2 separate regions of the Zea mays genome follow, and region 2 is linked to region 1. A link is a contact called in public Hi-C data. All regions are on one chromosome and are shown on one strand. The core of a region is the stretch at or near the end of the contact, and the rest is flanking DNA. Distances in the headings are between cores, read along the strand shown.

The links. A called contact is a pair of places that touch in the nucleus more often than the background predicts.
Region 2: a contact with region 1 is called in a Hi-C map of leaf, with 3 times the contacts expected there. The contact joins the promoter of lox11 here to the enhancer-like site in region 1. A contact is called at or near these places in 5 of 25 Hi-C or Micro-C datasets (ear and leaf).

Annotation. Positions count from the first base shown.
Region 1 is chr5:125,797,730-125,802,591 of Zm-B73-REFERENCE-NAM-5.0, forward strand. LOC100277826 (Tubulin binding cofactor C domain-containing protein) reads left to right here. Exons shown (of 9, transcript NM_001412165.1): 8 at 361-472; 9 at 895-1,317. The coding sequence ends at 938. Among protein-coding and RNA genes, the nearest start is that of LOC100277826, 19 kb to the left of the region's middle. Within about 2 kb of position 1,897, at least 15 of the 20 cell types and tissues checked have an H3K27ac peak or open chromatin away from gene starts, as enhancers often do. A contact at or near this core is called in ear and leaf, where this site is marked.
Region 2 is chr5:125,883,871-125,888,732 of Zm-B73-REFERENCE-NAM-5.0, forward strand. lox11 (linoleate 13S-lipoxygenase11) reads left to right here and starts at 2,141. Exons shown (of 4, transcript NM_001112511.1): 1 at 2,141-2,661; 2 at 2,774-3,039; 3 at 3,152-3,713; 4 at 3,829-4,862. The coding sequence starts at 2,286.

The DNA of each region.
Region 1 (4,862 bases), core at 647-3,146:
AACAACTGGTCGGTAGCGCTGGTAGGTACCGATTGGACCACGACCCAACACGGTCGGTATTGACCCCAGTCGATCGGTCGTCAGCCCTGTCAACCGACCGGCTGAACTGACCGGCGTGGGGGCTGGCGCAGTCGATACCTACTGCTGACCGGGCTGCGTCAGCAGGTAGTACCGACCTGCATTGGATCCAGCCTAATCCAATAAGATGAATGATGTTTGGAGTTATTGTTTCTATATCTTGAAAACATGTACCTTCTATATTTTCATAAAATTGCTTGGCACAGTTTGTTCACTTCTATATTTCACCATGCTGTATTCCGAATGGTTACATGTTCCTAAGTATGTTATATTCATTATCAGCGTTCTGCTCTGGAAGATATCCAAAAGATGATTCGGGAGCTACAGCTTGACGAGAATCGGAAAAGGGAATTGGCAGCTGCCCTTCATGCTCAGTTCAAGGATTGGTTATACGGTAACGTACTGGCATCTCATCGTCACGTTTTTTTCAGCAGAAACTAACTGTGGGTTTACATTAAGAAACCTTTGGTGTCGTGCAATTTTATGCCGATTATGGTTAACAGATATGCAGTGATATGGCAATTACATGTCAGCACAAGCAGATTTCTATAGTTCTTTACCCTTGGGAAGAATACCTTAATTTGTAAACCTAGATTAGTCACCGAAATTAGACAGTATGTGATACCATAAAATACATTTTTCTTTTGAGTTTTTATAAACTAATATCTTCTTTTTCCTTCTAAGGAATTAGCAGTGCTCCTGCCACTTTTTTTTTTGGCACAATGGTTCTAAATGACATTTGCTGAAAATGATACTAGTCAGTTTCGTGTGTCTTCTCTTGAAAACTTGGTTTGTTTTGTGTTGTTATGTCCTCAGCTTCGGGCAATATCCGCCAGCTCTACTGTCTACAAGGTGATTAATGGTGCAATTTACAAGACTGATTATCCTCTGCCGACTCCTCAAAAACATTCGACGATTGTCGAAGCTGACCTCTTCCTTCCATGGAAAGGACTCCCACCCTGCTCACCTGCGGTATTTACACAAGTATGTAAAAAATGAAGATGTACTATTGCCTATTTTTTACAGATTCATTTGCGTATTTCTCCAAGTCTTCTCTTTGCTGCGAGTTGGGTATTAATTAGGATGTGATATTGCTTAATTTCCCCCCTGTTTCTACTCATTTTTTGGCCCTTGATAATGTCCACGAGTATGTAATAGGGACTAATGAATCAAACGTTGTTAAATAAACATTTCATTCCGTTTTGCTAAATGGCTCATCATGTCAACCCTCTATGGACCAAATTGTCTTTCGTTCCTCCTTACATACATGTTCCGTTGCAACTTCCATCGTTGGTCAAAATTTTGCGACTCTTGTTAGTGCTAGTTTGGGAACTCTATTTTCTCAAAGAAAAATGAACTAATTCTTCTTGTGAAAATGACAATCCTTTGGAAAAATGGGGTTTCCAAATTAACTCCAATCTCCTTCTGGATTGAAGAGGATTAGAGAGTAAATTAGTTCATTTCCACTTCAATTCCCTATAAAGTAGCCCTTAGAGCTAGTTTGGTAACTTTATTTTTTCATAGGATTTCTAATTTCTCAAGCGAAAATAAACTAATTTCTCTTGAGAAAATAAAAAACCTCGAAAAAAATTAGGTTTCCAAACTAGTTCTTAAAGTTTATTTGTTTGAGTTTACGTGAAAGAGATAAATCCCCATAATTTTGAGGCTTTATTAGTTGGTGGTCACATGTCATGCTGGAGATGTGTGTTGTGCATTGCAATTATTGTGTGCCGATGCTGCTGGATCTCCTTCCTTCCTGTTGGTTCGTTTTGCCTGCTTGTCCAGCCCCTGCCGACCGCCACGCGCGCGTTTTCATGCGTCTTGCGTACGTTCTGGTTGGTCGTTGCCCCTCTGGGCGCCGAGTATTGGGAGTTGGGACACACTGCTACAGGACCTCGTGATGAGCGGAGGTATTTTGCCATCGCGGAAACGGATGCGAGCTGACGCGACGTCGTCGCCCTCGGTGGCGCCTTGCGATCGACGGCCCCGCGTGGCGCTAGCTGTCCCGTCTTTAGGGATTGAAACTGCCGGGAACGGTTAGAAAACCTCGGATACTTTAAAATCTATATTTTAATTTAAAATTAGTATAATATCCGTCCTGTTGTAACCATATACAATCATATTTGATATCTATAAAATAATAAAAGTGAATATATAGTTTGTATATCAGATATTAAACTGATAAGAATAACTATTATTCCGTATCTTAGTCAAAAAGCTGGAAAAGATATAAGTTGAAAAGGAATCCGACCCTCTTTTTATAGGTTGTTTGGTCTTTCGTCATTCTTTAGCTAGCGAGGTAGTATTTATAGGTTGCTTGGTCTTTCGTCATTCTTTAGCCAACGAGTTAGTACTATATACGAGTGTTGCGCTGTGCGACTTTCTGTTTTATTGGGCTTGGGTGGTTTCTCAAAACATTAACGTCTCATTGTTAGATGACAAGCGGGGAAGAGTAATAGACCTACACGTATCGCACAGTACACACTCTACACAAAATTGAAGCTTTAAAGTAGTAGAGATTAAAAATGGTAACTAGGTCGTTGGTCCGAAAAATGAAATCGAGAGTAACAAGATGACGGTAAATGATACAGTCGATAACAATTAGAAATCGATAATTAAAATCGGGAAAACCCATGCATGTAACCGCTCCAAATGTTCAACTCAAGGTAATAAATACAACCATGATCTCACACTAATATGATATCTCTACTATATAAAGTATAAATTTTTACAAGTTTCATAGTCGTCGTGCTTCCTAGATTTAAATGGGTTTCCATAGTCATCGGCCTACCACTTCATCTCCTGATCATGTTTTTAGGATACAATATACAGTCGTCTATTATGCTATACGACGTCGGTCGGTATAGGATTTTCCCACCATGTTTTCAGCCCTACCCGTCTCATCTTCGTGTGTGCCTTGCCATCGGCCGACGCGCTCAATTCTAGCCACTAAAAATTGTAGAACATATACTTTCAAAATTAGGAGGAGCGATCCTAAAAGCCGACCATTATAAACAAGTCGACCATTGTGGATAGCGAGCAAGCAAGCAAGCAACATGTCAGCAACCGTGACGATGGTTGTCGGCGTTTCGAGACCGGGGGGTCCCTAAGCCGACGAGTGAGTGTGCTGCGTGCCCCAGCCCAGATGGGTCGAGCGCGTGGGCGAGCGCGAAGGGGGGAGAGGCGAGGTGGCCGGAGACGGGCGTGAGAGAGGTGGAAGTCCCGCGGCCTTCGTGTTCGTCCCGCGCCCAGGTCGGGTGCGCTTGCAGTAGGGGGGTTACAAGCGTCCACGCGGGTGAGGGAAGCGAGCGGCCCCAAGAGAGCGCCTGTCCCGTCCTCGGTCCCGCGCGGCCAACCTTCTCTGAGAAGGCCCTGGTCCTTCCTTTTATAGGCGTAAGGAGAGGAGCCAGGTGTACAATGGGGGTGTAGCAGAGTGCTACGTGTCTAGCGGAGGGAGAGCTAGCGCCCTAAGTACATGCCAATGTGGCAGCCGGAGAGATCTTGGCACCCTGCTGGTGTGATGTCGTGGCTGTCGGAGGAGCAATGGAGCTTGGCGGAGGGACAGCTGTCAGAGCGGTCGAGTCTTTGCTGACGTCCCCCTGCTTCCGTAAGGGAGCTGAGAGCCGCCGTCGTCACAGGGCACGCGGGGCGCCATCATTGCCTATCTGGCGGAGCTGGCCAGATGGGACACCGGTCTTGCTCTCTGCGGCCCGAGTCGGCTCGGGGTAGAGTGATGATGGCGCTCCCTGTTGACGTGGGCGGGCCCGCGCCTGAAGCCGGGCGACGTGGGCGTTCCTCCGAAGCTGGGGTCGAATCTGTCTTCCGTTGCCGAGGCCGAGCCCGAGCCCTTGGGTCGGGCGAGGCGGAAGTCGTTCGGCAGAGGCCAGGGCGGAGTCCGAGCCCTGGGGTCGGGCGAGGCGGAGTTCGTCGTCTTCCGGGGCCGAGCCCGAGTCCGAGCCCTGGGGTCGGGCGGAGCGGAGTTCGCCGTCTTCCGAGTCTTAGCCTGAGTCCGAGCCCTGGGGTCGGGCGGAGCGGAGTTCGCCGTCTTCCGGGTCTTAGCCCGAGTCCGAGCCCTGGGGTCGGGCGGAGCGGAGTTCGCCGTCTTCCGGGTCTTAGCCCGAGTCCGAGCCCTGGGGTCGGGCGGAGCGGAGTTCGCCGTCTTCCGGGTCTTAGCCCGAGTCCGAGCCCTGGGGTCGGGCGGAGCGGAGTTTCCTATGGCGCCTCTGGCGAGGTCTGACTGCCTGTCAGACTCACTCTGTCGAGTGGCACTGCAGTCGGAGTGGCGCAGGCGGCGCTGTCCTTCTGTCAGACCGGTCAGTGGAGCGGCGGAGTGACGGCGGTCACTTCGGCTCTGCCGGGGGGCGCGCGTCAGGATAGAGGTGTCAGGCCACCTTTGCGTTAAATGCTCCTGCAACTTGGTCAGTCGGTGCGGCGATTTTGTCAGGGTTGCTTCTTAGCGAAGCCAAGGCCTCGGGCGAGCCGGAGATGTGTCCGCCGTTAAAAGGGGGGCCTCGGGCGAGACGGAAGTCCCTTGAGGTCGGCTGCCCGAGTCCGAGGCTAGGCTCGGGTGAAGCGTGATCGAATCACTCGTATGGACTGATCCCTGACTTAATCGCACCCATCAGGCCTCTGCAGCTTTATGCTGATGGGGGTTACCAGCTGAGAATTAGGCGTCTTGAGGGTACCCCTAATTATGGTCCCCGACAGTAGCCCCCGAGCCTCGAAGGGAGTGTTAGCACTCGCTTGGAGGCTTTCGTCGCACTTTTTTGCAAGGGGGACCAGCC
Region 2 (4,862 bases), core at 891-3,390, 86 kb after region 1:
ACCAGAGCCTAGTGAGTTTGATCCTGCCTTGGCCTTCATGGATCTATCATTACACAGGCATAATGAAGCCATTAGAGATTGGATGGAAAGAGGAAGATCCAATGCACCTCCAACGTTGGATGAAGACTCACCTATCAGTGACACTCCTCTTCCTAGCACACTATTTACATCGCTTGTACACAAATATGGAGGCACATAGGAAGTGCAAGAATGGGCCGATGAAACAGTTAGCGACACCCACCTTGGCAAGGGGAAGACAAGACTTGGTCCATCAGATAGGAAAGGAAAAGGGTCAAAATCACCAATCAAATCGAAGAGGAAGAAGAGGATGAAGACAGTGATGATAACACAACCGACCCTAGTGCAGGTGATGATGGCAACCATGGTGATGTTGGATTATATTGTGCAGGAGGGAGTGGTGCAAGAGGGAGTAGTGCAGGAGAGAGTGGTGCATGAGATTGGAGGTCCACTAGAGGAAGTCGGTTCACCCATGCCACACAACATTCTTACCATGATGCACCTCATTCACAGCGAGAGACAATAAGTGGTCGGCATCGTTCAGTTTCATTTTCTGTCCAAGATGGAATCCGTAGCTCAAGTAGCTCCAATTCTTCTAACTATCCGCTTGGACAAGACTCAGTCTATAACCCTTTTGCATGGCAATGGCAACCGGGTCAAGGACCACCAGACAAAGTACCACCATCGATCATGTATGGGTATGGAAACTATGGACCCCCTCCACCGCCATATTCAAATTTGTCAAATAAGTACCCACCAGGACCACAATATGGGTATGGATAAGTTCCCGCTGCACCAGTATGTTATTTTTGCTTCGTGGATAAGTATTTATTTGCCGTTCTTGTTTTCTCGCTAATGTATCTCATATCTTTTTGTATAGAACTATCACTATGACGGATTGAAACCATATCACGATCCTTACAACATGCTTGGGTACTATCACTATGACTCGAGCTGAACATGTGAGTATTATAAAAATAAGTCGACCTATGTGTCGTTGACGCATTGGAGAGATGCAAAAAAAACTTGTATTTGAGTATCGCGAAGTTCGTTGGTTGTTTGTTGTATAAGAACTGAAGTTTGCGGTTGCATATGTATGTCGTATGTTATTTTGGTAAATATATGTCGTGTGGATCAATTAATATTTACTGTGCAATGTGAATCGAGCAAATTACAAATAGAATCCTGTCATTTTTTTCTTATGTAAAAAATAGTGAAAACCGATGCATTTTTTTTGGAAAACCAACGGTTTAGGGAAGTTTAATTTACCGCAGGTTTTTCATCGATAAACCGCCACGAAACTAAGTTTGATTTGGTTTGGGTAAACTGGTCGGTACGCGGAGTTACCGAAACCGAAGGGGTGCGGGTTTTTTAGGCTCAAAACGGTAAACCCGTCGACCATTTGCTCATTGTAACAGCAACATGACCGTCAACAACGTGACCAGTTGCCGAGCAGGTCAAGTTGCAGTCGGTGACCATCTTCTCAGAGCCGGGCACCTCGATCTTCAGTCGACAGCGACCAGCGGTCGTGCATGTGCAGCCTCCAGCCTTGCCACGACTTACCTACCTGGCCAAGGCGAGTTGCGAGCTACTCTTGTGAGGGGCACACCGGCCCACGCGTCGCACACGGTACATATCCATGGAACCACGTACGCCCAGATCGATCGTTTCGAGACAATCTTCTCTTTGTCCATGGCAAGACGTTGGACACTGCAACAGCAATGGTACTTGATCGTCAGAGCACTCATCGGTGGTCAGGGAAACAGTTCGAGCCAATCCGCCCTTTCAAAGACCCGGCCTGTCGATCCTCTCGAGATCGAGTCGTTGGTCCTTCCGTTCCACGCGAGATCCTGTTAGGTGGTCACGGAAACAGTTCGAGCCTGCCTTGCAAAGAACAGCTCGCTCTGAGCATTGGCACACACACACCACACCAGTCGCTGATATTAGAGAAAATTCCTGGTATGCCATCATATTTTATACTCATCCCTTGTGTGCCACTGAGTGGCATATAGGTATATTTTTTGGTGTCTATGACATGTGGGGCTAGTGGCATACAAGGAATGAGTATATTTTCCAGTGGCATACAGGGAATTGGCCCCTGATATTATTCCGATCCCCCACGTGCAACACGGCATCTACCCCACCGGACTCACTATATCTACGGCCCATCAGCATACGCACAGACCGCGCGCTCGGTCGACTACTGGCTAGCTTGTTTCAGTCGTCCGATCTGATCTACAGAAAAAGCAGGGGCAGGGCAGCTAGCCATGATTCAGATGAACATGAAGCAGCCTCTCGTGCTGCCCGCGCACCGGGGCAATGTCATCGGCTCGCGCCTGGCGTCGTCGCCCTCTCCGGTGGCGGCGGCGGCGGCGGCGGCCAGCAGGCGGAGGGGCGTCGTGTCCTCCCCCCGCTCCCGGCTCCAGCGCCACATGCGGCTGCCGAGGATCAGCTGCAGCGCCACCGAGGAGGCCAGCGGCGCCGTGTCGGCCGTCACCGTGGAGAAGATGCTGACGGTGACGGCCTCGGTGCAGGCGGCGCCGGCCATCGGTCAGATGTACTTCCAGCGCGCCCTCGACGACGCCGGCGACTTCTTCGGCAAGACGCTGCTGATGGAACTCGTCAGCTCCGAGGTCGACGCAAGTGAGTAGTAGTGCGTGATACCGTCCGTCTGTTAGTCTGTATGTATATGTACCTGAACCTGATCGAGCGAGTCTGAGGCTCTGAGCATGTGTGGTGGTGGTGGTGGGTGCAGAGACGGGTCTGGAGAAGCCGCGGGTGACGGCGTTCGCTCACAAGACGCTGCGGGAGGGCCACTACGAGGCGGAGTTCAAGGTGCCGGCGTCGTTCGGGCCCGTGGGCGCGGTGCTGCTGGAGAACGAGCACCACAAGGAGATCTTCATCAGGGAGATCAAGCTCGTCACGGGCAGCGACAGCAGCACCGCCGTCACCTTCGGCTGCAACTCCTGGGTGCACTCCAAGTTCGACAACCCGGAGAAGCGCATCTTCTTCACCCTCAAGGTCAGCCGTCACAGCATGCATATAGGGCACTGCTGGGAACTTGCTATAGCCTATAGCTGCCAGCTAGATGCATGGCATATGACCGTTGCTTCGATCGATCGCGTGCGTGCAGTCCTACCTGCCGTCCGACACGCCCAAGGGCCTGGAGGACCTGAGGAAGAAGGACCTGCAGGCGCTTCGGGGCGACGGCCACGGCGAGCGCAAGGCGTCCGAGCGCGTCTACGACTACGACGTGTACAACGACCTGGGCGACCCGGACAAGAACCCCGCCCACCAGCGGCCCGTGCTGGGCGGCAGCAAGCGGTACCCGTACCCGCGCCGCTGCCGCACCGGTCGCCCCAGGACCAGGAAGGACCCCGAGGCGGAGGTGCGCCATGGGCACAACTACGTGCCCCGCGACGAGCAGTTCTCGGAGGTCAAGCAGCTCACGTTCGGGGCCACGACGCTGCGCTCGGGCCTGCACGCGCTGCTCCCGGCCATCAGGCCGATGCTCATCAAGAGGGAGCTGCGCTTCCCGCACTTCCCGGCCATCGACGACCTCTACAGCGACGGCATCCCGCTGCCGGCGCAGACCGGGTTGGGCGCCATCCGCAGCATCGTCCCGCGCGTGGTCAAGCTGGTGGAGGACACCACCGAGCACGTCCTCCGCTTCGAGCTGCCGGACATGATAGAGAGTAATTAACGAAGCATCTCCCCGGGCCCTCACATCAAGAATACAATACTAATAGAAAATAAATTCAATAATGGCACTAATCAATGGCTTTGCTTTGCTTTGCTTTGCTGTTGCAGGAGACCGCTTCTCGTGGTTCAAAGACGAGGAGTTCGCGAGGCAGACGATCGCGGGGCTCAACCCGCTGTGCATCCAGCTCCTGACGGAGTTCCCCATCAGGAGCAAGCTGGACCCGGAGGTGTACGGCCCGGCGGAGTCCGCCATCACCAAGGAGATCCTGGAGAAGCACATGAGCGGCGGCGCCGCCATGACCGTGGAGCAGGCGCTCGCGGCGAAGCGTCTGTTCATCCTGGACTACCACGACGTGTTCCTGCCCTACGTGCACAGGGTGCGCGAGCTGCCGGACACGACGCTCTACGGCTCCCGCACCGTCTTCTTCCTCACGGACCTGGGCACGCTGATGCCGCTGGCCATCGAGCTGGTGCGGCCCAAATCGCCGACGCAGCCGCAGTGGAAGCGGGTGTTCACGCACGGGCCCGACGCCACCGACGCCTGGCTGTGGAAGCTTGCCAAGGCGCACGTGGTGACCCACGACACGGGGTACCACCAGCTGGTGAGCCACTGGCTGCGCACGCACTGCTGCGTGGAGCCCTACATCATTGCCGCGAACCGGCAGCTCAGCCGGCTGCACCCGGTGTACCGCCTCCTGCACCCGCACTTCCGCTACACCATGGAGATCAACGCGCTGGCCAGGGAGGCGCTCATCAACGCCGACGGCATCATCGAGGAGTCCTTCTGGCCGGGCAGGTACGCCGTCGAGCTCAGCTCAGCGGCGTACGGCGCCACGTGGCAGTTCGACACGGAGGCGCTGCCCAACGACCTCGTCAAGCGTGGGCTCGCCGTGCGCCGGGACGACGGCGAGCTGGAGCTCACCATCAAGGACTACCCCTACGCGCACGACGGGCTCATGGTCTGGAACACCATAAGGCAGTGGGCGGCCGACTACGTCAACGTCTACTACAAGTCCGACGAGGCCGTCGCCGCCGACCCCGAGCTGAAGGCGTTCTGGGACGAGGTGCGCAACGTGGGCCACGGCGACAAGAAGGACGAGCCGTGGTGGCCCGTGCTCGACACCCGCGACAGCCTCGCGGAG